Regions from separate parts of the Hordeum vulgare genome. Here region 1 is linked to region 2. Evidence: chromatin contacts called from public Hi-C data. All regions are on one chromosome and are shown on one strand. The core of a region is the stretch at or near the end of the contact, and the rest is flanking DNA. Distances in the headings are between cores, read along the strand shown.

Region 1 (4,916 bases), core at 1,303-3,802, 430 kb after region 2:
GTTGCTTTCCTTCTGGAAGGTGTTGCTCGGTACGCGGTGCTTCGGTGTGCTTGGAGCGCGGTGGGACATCTCTGTAGGGTGCAGCGGTTGCCGGTCTTCTTCATTTCGTCAGGGCATTTGTTTCTCTTTCTTCCTATCGTTTTATCTGACCAAGTCCGACAACATGGTAGTATCTGAACAAAGTAATATGTGACAATATTAGTTAGTTCCTGCACATTCCACATTCCTTGTGTACTACCGCTACTGCAGTGTCCCCACTGACTCACCCACCCTTTGCAACAAAAGCCTGAGCTTGTCCTACCCAGTCAATAACGATCAGTGGTGTTCCTGTAAGCGCCTATGTCCTTTATTGGTGCCTCCCCACCCCACAACCATTATTTTCCCTTTTGCGAGTTTCAACCATCCTCTCTTCTGTTCTGTCGCGATTCAGTGCAAAACACTCCTCTTTGGATATGGACCTATGTTTGCATCATTGAATATGTCCTCTGAGGGCATTCATTCACAAATTCCTCTTTTCAGATATAATAATGGAGCGACCTTCTGTATGAGTAATAACAGGCATGAACCCAATCATGCATTATTTATTGTCTACCATATGTATTTATCTGATTGAAGATGTCAGGCTGTTAGTTATACTGTTATGTACTCCGTATGTTGCTACTGATATACCGTTACTACTGCATCAAATAAGCATTATTGCTAATAGAAACATGTGAGTGAATTGATAGCTATCTGAACAGCCAATCTTGATAACGTTCAGTTTCAATGTTCATATGCTCTATTTAAATGTTTATTTTTTTCAGGTCCCAATGACCCTGGTGTTCACAAAGTGCGACAAGCGTAAGAAGAAGAAAAACGGCGGCAAGAGACCGGAAGAAAACGTAGAATGCTTCCAGAACCTGATACGCGAATACTTCGAGGCGGCGCCTCCGTGGATAATGACGAGCAGCGTAACGAACCAAGGCAGAGACGAGATACTTCTGCACATGTCTCAGCTCAGAAACTATTGGCGCAAGCATTAGGAGGAGGGATAACAAGAATAGGACTGAAACAACAGTAAACTGCATGCGAGCGGGGCAACCCCTGCTACGGCTTGATGCATCAGCACCTTTGCAATCAGGGTTTCACCAACCAATTCGCCTTTTGAGCTGTTGATTGCCCTCTGGTACGTGATGATCACTCAATCAACAACAGGCGGACCGGGAATACAGACAAGCTGCTGAAATCAACCACCCTGTTTTTTTCTTCTTCTATATTTGTATAACCGTACAGACAATCTCAACGTTTTGTCTTTGTTACTTTCTGATTATAAGATTGCGGCGTCCTGTATGTAGTAGATTAAAGAAACAACTGTGTCAGCTAATCATCATCGGGAATCCCACACGTTTGTTTGTTATTTGCTCCCTTGGACCCTGCATCACACAAATGGCAGGAGATGCAGGCACCTCTTGACTAGTCAATGGTTTTTCCGTGGCGTACAGCACGCGGTGAAAGTGCCACATTATTGGGATCCATTCTACTACTACAGTTGGTTCCTTTCATCCCATAGCAGATTAAAGAAAAAGGTCGAGCCGGTACAGGTCCTGCCTGGACTGGACGCATAACACTGGTCAGATAATTGCAGGCCCGGCTTAATATCCTGGGGTCTTAGATGTTCATGCATGCATGCATGCATGCTTGGTTTGTTAGGCCTATCTGTCATGAGTTTTGTATTAGCGGTACGAGCACCTGTTTGTTTGTTTATCTTTATATATAATGTCAAATCTTTAAAAGCCGCGCGCCGTCTAGGCGATAGGTATAGATACTTGCTTCTAGTCCCAAACAACAGCTCAGCTCAGCCGGGTTCCTTCCCACAGCTGGTGGCCGCGTTTGTGTGTCACTAAACAACTCACTTGATGCCACGGAGGGACGTACATTTAAGAATTAACAGCGCGTACTACAGCCTATACGCGCTTGTTTACGTAGGTTGATTGGAAAACATACTGTTGGTACTGGAGTACTTGCTGCTGGCGCTGTAGCAGCGGTGTACAGACAGACAGACAGGCACAGACTGACTGCAGCGTTGCCGTGGTCAAAACTGGAACACCGTGACATGGCCGGCCGACCTGTGCGGTAAAACTGGGCACACAGAGTTGCAGCCTTGCAAAGACCTGCTGCGCGCGCAGAGAATGTATGCCTGATCGCCAACCAGTTCACACCCTCTTCCTTTCACTCGAAAATAATAACTTTTCCATCCCGATGAAACAGGTCAAATTGCATCAGTTAGTTGTTCCTACGAAGTTCACAAAGACTAGTCGGCCACGTTTGCAATTGCAATCCCGTGCGCTGCTCACGAGCCTGCCGCACCACCATTCTCCATGCGCCGCACGGGCAAGCAAACACAAACACAAGGCGACAGTTGGCGAGGGCCATTAGGCCAATCTTGTCAGTAGGCTAAATCCAGGAGTGCTCGGGAGGCCGCGGGTAATATGGGATCCAAGACCAAGACGCAGCCAGCTGAGCCAGCGATAGATAATGCGGCACCATGGCGCGTAACCGCCTCTTGGCCAAGCCATCTCCCCCCACTACGTTACGTGGCGCCTGTCCCCGTCGTCCCGCCGGAGGGAGGGGCCACGACCGTGTCATCCCCTTGGCAGTTCCGCTTCGAGATCGCGCCGGTTAAAAGGCCAGGCCGCATTAGCCCGGCACGAATGCGATAGTCGACCAAACCAACTCCACTCGACCGCTCCATCTCCCGCCCTCCCCCGCAGCTCCCGCGCCCTCTCCCTCTCTGTCCAGTCTCCACGCACGCAGAGGGAACGACAAGTCGCCAGCACGATGGACGGCTCCAGCTCCGGCGCCGGCCGCAAGAAGCTCAAGCACCGGCTGGCGGCCATCCTGTCGGTCTTCTCCAGGCGCTCGGGCGGCAGGAAGCGCCGAGACGACGAGAGCGCCGCGCAGCCGGCCCTCGCATTGCCATCCTACGGCCGCCTCGGCAGGAAGGCCGCAACGGGCGAGCACCACGACCGCCGCCTCTCCGTCTCGGCGCGGCGCACCGTCCCGCTGATCCGCATCACCATCGACTGCGCCGGCCGCCGCTCCGTCGACGCGGCCGACCCGTCGCTCCTCCTCGCCGACGACGTCAAGGCGGAGAGGGCGGCGCTCAAGGGGGCCGGGCTGCCGTTCGGGGCGAGCGAGTGGGAGGGCCGCAAGTGCCCGCCCTCCTCGCCGTTCCCGGCGGCGGCGCCCCTGCCGCCGCTGCCGAGGTGGAAGGAGCGGCCCAGCGGCAAGCGCAGTCCACGGAGGCTGTCGACGCACTCGTCGCGCAGGCTGCTCAGCAGCTCCTCCGACGACGACGAGTACGACGAGGACTCGCGGAACCTCTTCTCGTCCAGGAGCTTCTCCTCCGACTCGTCCGACTTCTACAACTGCCCGCGCAACAACGGCACCAAGGCGCGCGCCTCCGTGTCCGGGCCCTGCCGCGCGCCGGCCGCCGCCCCGCGCCGCGGCGCGTCGCAGAGCTGCCGGTACAGCTTCGAGATGCCGCGGGGCTCCACGGCGTCCGCCGCCACGGACGGGGGCTTCGCGGTGGTGAAGCGCTCCGCCGACCCGTACGAGGACTTCCGCAAGTCCATGGAGGAGATGATCGCCGAGTGGCCACAAGGCGGCGGCGGCGGCGAAGGCGAAGGCGAACACAGTGCGGAGAGCCTGCTGGAGACGTACCTCGTGCTCAACTCGCCGCGGCATTACCCGGTGATCCTCGCGGCCTTCGCCGACGTGCGGGAGACGCTCTGCCCCTGAGCTCGTCGGACGATCGGCCGTCCGGCACGGGGTGCAATGCAACGATCGACGTTGGTAGGATTAACCATTTCTCGAGCGGGCGAGATTAATGGCGCAAGAATGGAGTTGGACATGTGCGATGTCGCGCGCTATTACGTGCGTTGTCTCCATCGTTCATTCATTGCTGAATCTTGACCAGCTAACTTGTGCTTAAGTTCCTAGTTCCGGGCTCCCACCCTCTAGTTGTGTCAGTGATGGTACTGTACCTTAGCTTCTTGATGTTAACTTGTAGTCTAGCGTTCTTCTATGATTGTCCCCGCCGGTTTGAGAAGGTCGGTCGCTGCGCTTCCTGTAAATACGTGATATATTTTCAAGGTATTTTTCGAATTAGCTTTGCCGAATACTCATCTTCCTCGTTCAACCAATCCTCCTCCCGAGAAATCGATTTATCCAAATTACAGATTCAATCAACGTACATATAGCTATTGTGATACGCTCACGTTTGCTCGGTTCAACTCCCGGTAAAAAGAAAATCATTTTCCTGTCAACATTTGACTCTGAAATTCGCTCCATACGTATCTCCTTCGTTGAACGAGCTCCCAAGAGCAAGCAACGACGACGCACATTCTTAGGGCGCATGTGGAACATTTTCAACTGAATACTCTAACACGGCGCGGAATATATTCCGTGCTTCGTTCAGACTCTGCTCCTATACATACAATAATAAGAAACAAAATCCGGGAAGGAGTAGCCGGCAAACAAAGGAGAAGTGCCAAATTGGCAACGTCCGGCCTCTCCCTCGCGAGTAAACGCGGGCATTGCCGGATTTATAATATGCAGAAGGGAAGTCTTCGACGTGAATGTGTTCCCGGACTACTCCCCTGCTTGGGTATGCACGTACCGGTGGCAGCTGGGATTAGGAGCAGCCATGTGCGGCTGCGGCGGGTTGGCGAGGTTGGTGACCGCATCTGGTTGCTGTAGATTGGTAGGAGGAACGGGGGTTGGGCCGGGGCGGCCGAACCGCAACGCACACGCGATGCCGACGTGTGAAGCATCCACAGATTGCACCAGGCACGGCAGGGCCGGTCGCCATCGACCGCCGGCGCCGATTGATCGGATCACTGGCGCCGGCAGGGGGGGAGTCAGTGCAGGGCGAA
Region 2 (4,664 bases), core at 135-2,634:
GATCCCGATCGACTCCCGACCCTGGACCCAACACCTTCCAACCAAACAACGAGCACTTCAACAGTATAAATCACAAGTTGAACTGAGCTTTCAGCTGGTCTCCAAAGCTGACGATAAAGATCTCTCTGATTGCGAAACAGTGATGCAACAGCAACACCCTGAAGACTGGAGACACGACACGTTTTATTTCACGAGGCCACTCGATCACCCCTGCTTTCCCGAACCAAGGAAGGGGCAGGCCTGCGGCTGCGCGTCGGCACCTGATGCCGACACCGTAGCCGCCTCGCGGAGCCTCCCGGCGAGCGCCGCCTCCTCGTCCCCCTCCTTGGGACCCTTGATAAGCCCCGCGAGGAGCTCCCCTGGGTCGTAGAACACCTCCACGTCCTCCGCCCGCAGCTGCTCGTCCACCTTGAGCACGGCGACGCCGTAGAACTCGACCTTGTCGCCGGTGGGTGCGTGTCCCTTGTAGGCCCCCTCCATGTGGCCCCAGTGCCGGAACTTGAAGGCGATCACCGGCGGGCCGGAGTAGACCTTGACCACCTCCCACGCGAACCCGCGCGGGAAGGCGGATCGGAAGAGGTCGTGCGAGGACTCGAACGTCTCGGCGGCGGCGTCGTACGCGCCGGCGCCCCGCAGGATCGGGCTCGCGAGCAGCGCGTTGTAGCTGCCCATGGCCAGCGTCTCCTCCCCCGTCAGCGCCCGCCCGCCGTTCACCGACAGGGTGAACCGGCCGGGGCTCACCGACTTGAAGTCCTCGATGCGGGCCTTGTGCGACAGCTCCATCTCCCACGTCTTGATCGCGTTCTGCACCGTCTCCTCCAGCGACCCCTCCGGCCACTCCTGCAAAGCAACAAGAAACGCGCGTGTGACGCGCCGACGCATGCAGAGGCCGCGACAAAGCGGAGGTCTTTCCCCATCGCAAAATACAAGAAGAGAGGCGCTCCGTGGACATGGGACGCGCGTGCGTGTGAGGATCGACGGAATATACCTGGGTCCTCCCGGCCTCGAAGAGGCTGTTCACGGCGTCGTACGTGGGCGGCGCGCCGTGCCGCCACACGGTGTTCTTCTCGCCCTCGCCGGCCAGGTGAGACCGGTACTTGTCGCCGCCGGAGGAATCCTCTGCTTGTGCCGCCATCAGATCAGAGATCAGACACGCACGCTGGGAGCCCGAGACGCGCAGCGGATGGCGACCACGGTGGTGAGTGCTGTGGGTTGTAGTCTCACTGTTGTGTGCGCTAGCCTGTGAATGCAATTATGGATGGATGGGTGGGTGGGGGTTTTAAAGGTGGGCGTCCGAGAGTATATACAGGATTGTTTATCTGGGAGCTGAATGTTTATCCCTGCAAACAAAAATAATACTGTAATCGGAAATAATGGAACAAACTTATATCGACTGGATCCGATCTCATCCAATCCAGATGCTCCACGTATATAATTATATATGTATTTTGCCTTTTGCCAGCCAGGCCATCCTTACCTGCCGCAAACATTTTTTTTCGCCGAAAAAACCCTCGGGAATTAGGTTGTTGCTTAGACAGTCTGCAGAAACTAGTAAATGCATGTAGGTCTATTTATTTTTTTAGAAAAGGAGGTTAAGACTCCGGCCTCTGCATCAATCGATGCATACTATCATATTTATTACTTATTCAACAAAGGTTTGACAAGAACATACATCAAACCATCAGAAACGTCCTCTCACACCTACAAACCATCCGAAGCGTCGTCGCCGATCCATCCACATAACGTACCGAAACTAACAACCGGTGCAGCAGACCTAAAGCGTACACCACATGCACACGTTTTAGAAGCCGTCATCATCCACTATAAGGGAAAAAAATAGTTGCATACACGTTGATATTATTATAAAGGAAAAAATTAGTTGCATACGAATACTATGTAGAATATCAGTTACGCGTAAGTGATTAACATAGACATTGATATTTAGTGTGATATCAATTGCAAGCTAGACATGCCGCACTCGTCATTGGAGCAATTTAAACCATTCGATAACAAGATTTAATGCCTACATTAATTGGATATGCCGCTCAGGGTCTTTTATATCGGTATATATGGATATTATCAACGTAGATGTTGATGGAGTAAAAATCAGAAATGTTAAAAAATTGGATTAAGATTTTTAGGGCTAAAAACCTGACAACCAAATTTGTCATCCGGAAACAAATAAAATTAACATGCTTTTGTATAAGGATTTGCCAAGTTCTACATAATTTTTCTTCATGTGATGCAAAGAAATCAATAAGGAATTGTCACGCTACATCAATTAATTGGCATGCGATTAATCAGGATCCGATCGTACCCGAGCACCTCAGATTTCTAGCCCTATAAATCTAACGTTGGATTTATATTAAAATATAAAATATAGGTTTGCCTACAAAGGTTATTTAACAGACAATGAATTGTTTTGACACTCTGCTTCGAGACCTTGCCATTTAAATTGACCACCACAAGCTTATCTTAGCTCTTAATCTGCTTCTAAGGCCGTTCATGACCTTTATCATGTTAGCCCTCTACCGCGAAGGCATTACAACTCAAAGGCCAAACTCTCCTACTTAAGAAACACATAATGTTTTTTCGTCTTGCTAAGACTACCACGCTACATGTTTACATATCATAAGCAAGGAACACATTTTCGTAATCAGTACATATAACATGGGATCGAAGGCAAAAAGCTAAGAGAAAACAAAAGAAGTGAGAAAACCCCTGATGGTGTAGCTTCGAAAGCTGATACCTATGTCCGTGAAGGGTGACTCCAGGCAATGCGCGCCAGCAAAGCACCATATGTTTAAACCCTCACGTACCTTGGACATGATCACGGCAAGAAACCTGCTAATCTATGATAGATTTTCGATGACATCATATATTAACATGTTTTTTGTAGTGGATTTTGCCCACGGATACAGTGACTCCAGTCAAGGTGCAGTCGTTTCGTTTGCTCCAGATCTCCCACAACGTAAGGCTGGTTGTAATGGGGAGTATCATATAGTAGTACCATGCATATGATACTAGTGTATGATACTACACCCGTAATGCATAGTATTATATGTTAATATCATAGGTATATCATTTATTGCCATACATGATACATAATAGCACAACATTTAATATGATACGGTATCATAATATGATACTTAACTCTCTCTTTCTTATTTAATTCTATGACACCTCATCAAAATTGCATAGTTGACATGCATGATATTATTTATGATACTACCATTACGACCAGCCTAAGTAGCATCACCGATCATGCTCCTTAATTTGCTCACTTTTATCTTTTGGGTTTTTCAACCCGTCTAAACTCTCAACCGTACCATGTCTTATTTTACTTGTTGAATATCATCATATTTTCTTTAATAACTCAATAAATGTTTAGTAAATATATAAAATCCTGACATTTTGGTGTAATACATATAAAACTCATCAAAATTTTAGTGTTATAAATGTATAAGCAATGGAGGCGCAGTTACGAACTAACCTAATAAATTATTACTACAATGCTTATGCAATTATCTAGTACCACTAAAAATGTCTTTTTCCTTTACAGATACATTAAAAATGGGGTCGAGTCGGAACCACCACGAATCACTATCCCCTGCTTGCTATCGGGCCAGTTCGTGGTCGTAGGACTAGAAGCATGGAGAGTACTTCCTCCGTCACGGTTTAAAAGGCGTGCATGTAAATTCTCTAGGACCTAGGTGATTATTAATTGGTTGTGAAATGAGTTAAAAAATAGCATTCACACTACGCATGCATATAGAAGTAGTACAACGGAGTACTAATTAGCTGCTAGGAGTAAATGCAACGTGCCTTAATCTTTGTCTATTTTGGAAACACACGCAAGTCTAACTGTGTTTTCTAAACCGTGACGGAGGGAGTAGTTAGTATGAGCATGATTGAGATGTTATAGTACTATTATTATTATGGTGGAGTAAAAGTATTCTAGGTTTGACTAACGGGGTCATTTAACTGACCCATAATCTTTTTGACCCTTTGCCTCCACACCCTCGTTACTCAAATTGATCGGGGAAGATGAGTGTTGACGCTTAAAAGTGGCACAATCGTAAAAGTTTCTTAAAGCTATGTCAAGATTAATTCAAACTTCTGATTGAAAGTTACCATGGGATGACTTTATTCGAGAATATCAAGACAGATATGAAGATAGTCTAAAATGGAGCTCAGATGTAAAAGTTATGACAAGATCACAGATGCTCATATTGACACCAGATTAAAGAATGGCATGAAACCCGATTAAGATGGCCTGTGACCGAAAATGTTTCAACATGAAAGTTGTGCGTCTCATTGAAACGGTTGATTTCAATATAAAGATTCTCTCAATAAGACATCGTATGCAACCTGTGGATCCAAAACAAGATCAACAACACAAACTGCACAGTCATTTCGGATCCATCGAGTTTTTTGACTCGGTGTCACCGAGTTGACTCGGTAATTCCGAGAATCACTCGGAAATTCCGAGTAAGATCCAGAAGATTACAGAAAGATGGCCACGTTAACTCGGTGGGACTGAGAAAAATCACTTGGTGGCTCCGAGTTGGTCCGCAAAATTGCTAAAGTTTATTGTCCGAGTTAGGTTAGGGTTTTTGATGTTTTAGATGGGATTTTTAGTCATTTTCTTGTCCGGGAAGTCC

The links. Hi-C and Micro-C count contacts between places; a contact is called where the count stands out from the background.
Region 1: a contact with region 2 is called in a Hi-C map of seedling, with 2.5 times the contacts expected there. The contact joins the promoter of LOC123440207 here to the promoter of LOC123440205 in region 2. A contact is called at or near these places in 2 of 6 Hi-C or Micro-C datasets (leaf and seedling).

The regions. Positions count from the first base shown.
Region 1 is chr3H:473,642,707-473,647,622 of MorexV3_pseudomolecules_assembly, forward strand. LOC123440207 (transcription repressor OFP1-like) reads left to right here and starts at 2,553. Exons shown (of 1, transcript XM_045116776.1): 1 at 2,553-4,146. The coding sequence starts at 2,818. The coding sequence ends at 3,780. It overlaps LOC123444343 (GTP-binding protein At2g22870), which reads left to right. Exons shown (of 4, transcript XM_045121031.1): 4 at 804-1,396. The coding sequence ends at 1,022.
Region 2 is chr3H:473,218,267-473,222,930 of MorexV3_pseudomolecules_assembly, forward strand. It overlaps LOC123440205 (pathogen-related protein), which reads right to left and starts at 1,385. Exons shown (of 2, transcript XM_045116774.1): 1 at 989-1,385; 2 at 1-840. The coding sequence starts at 1,135. The coding sequence ends at 205.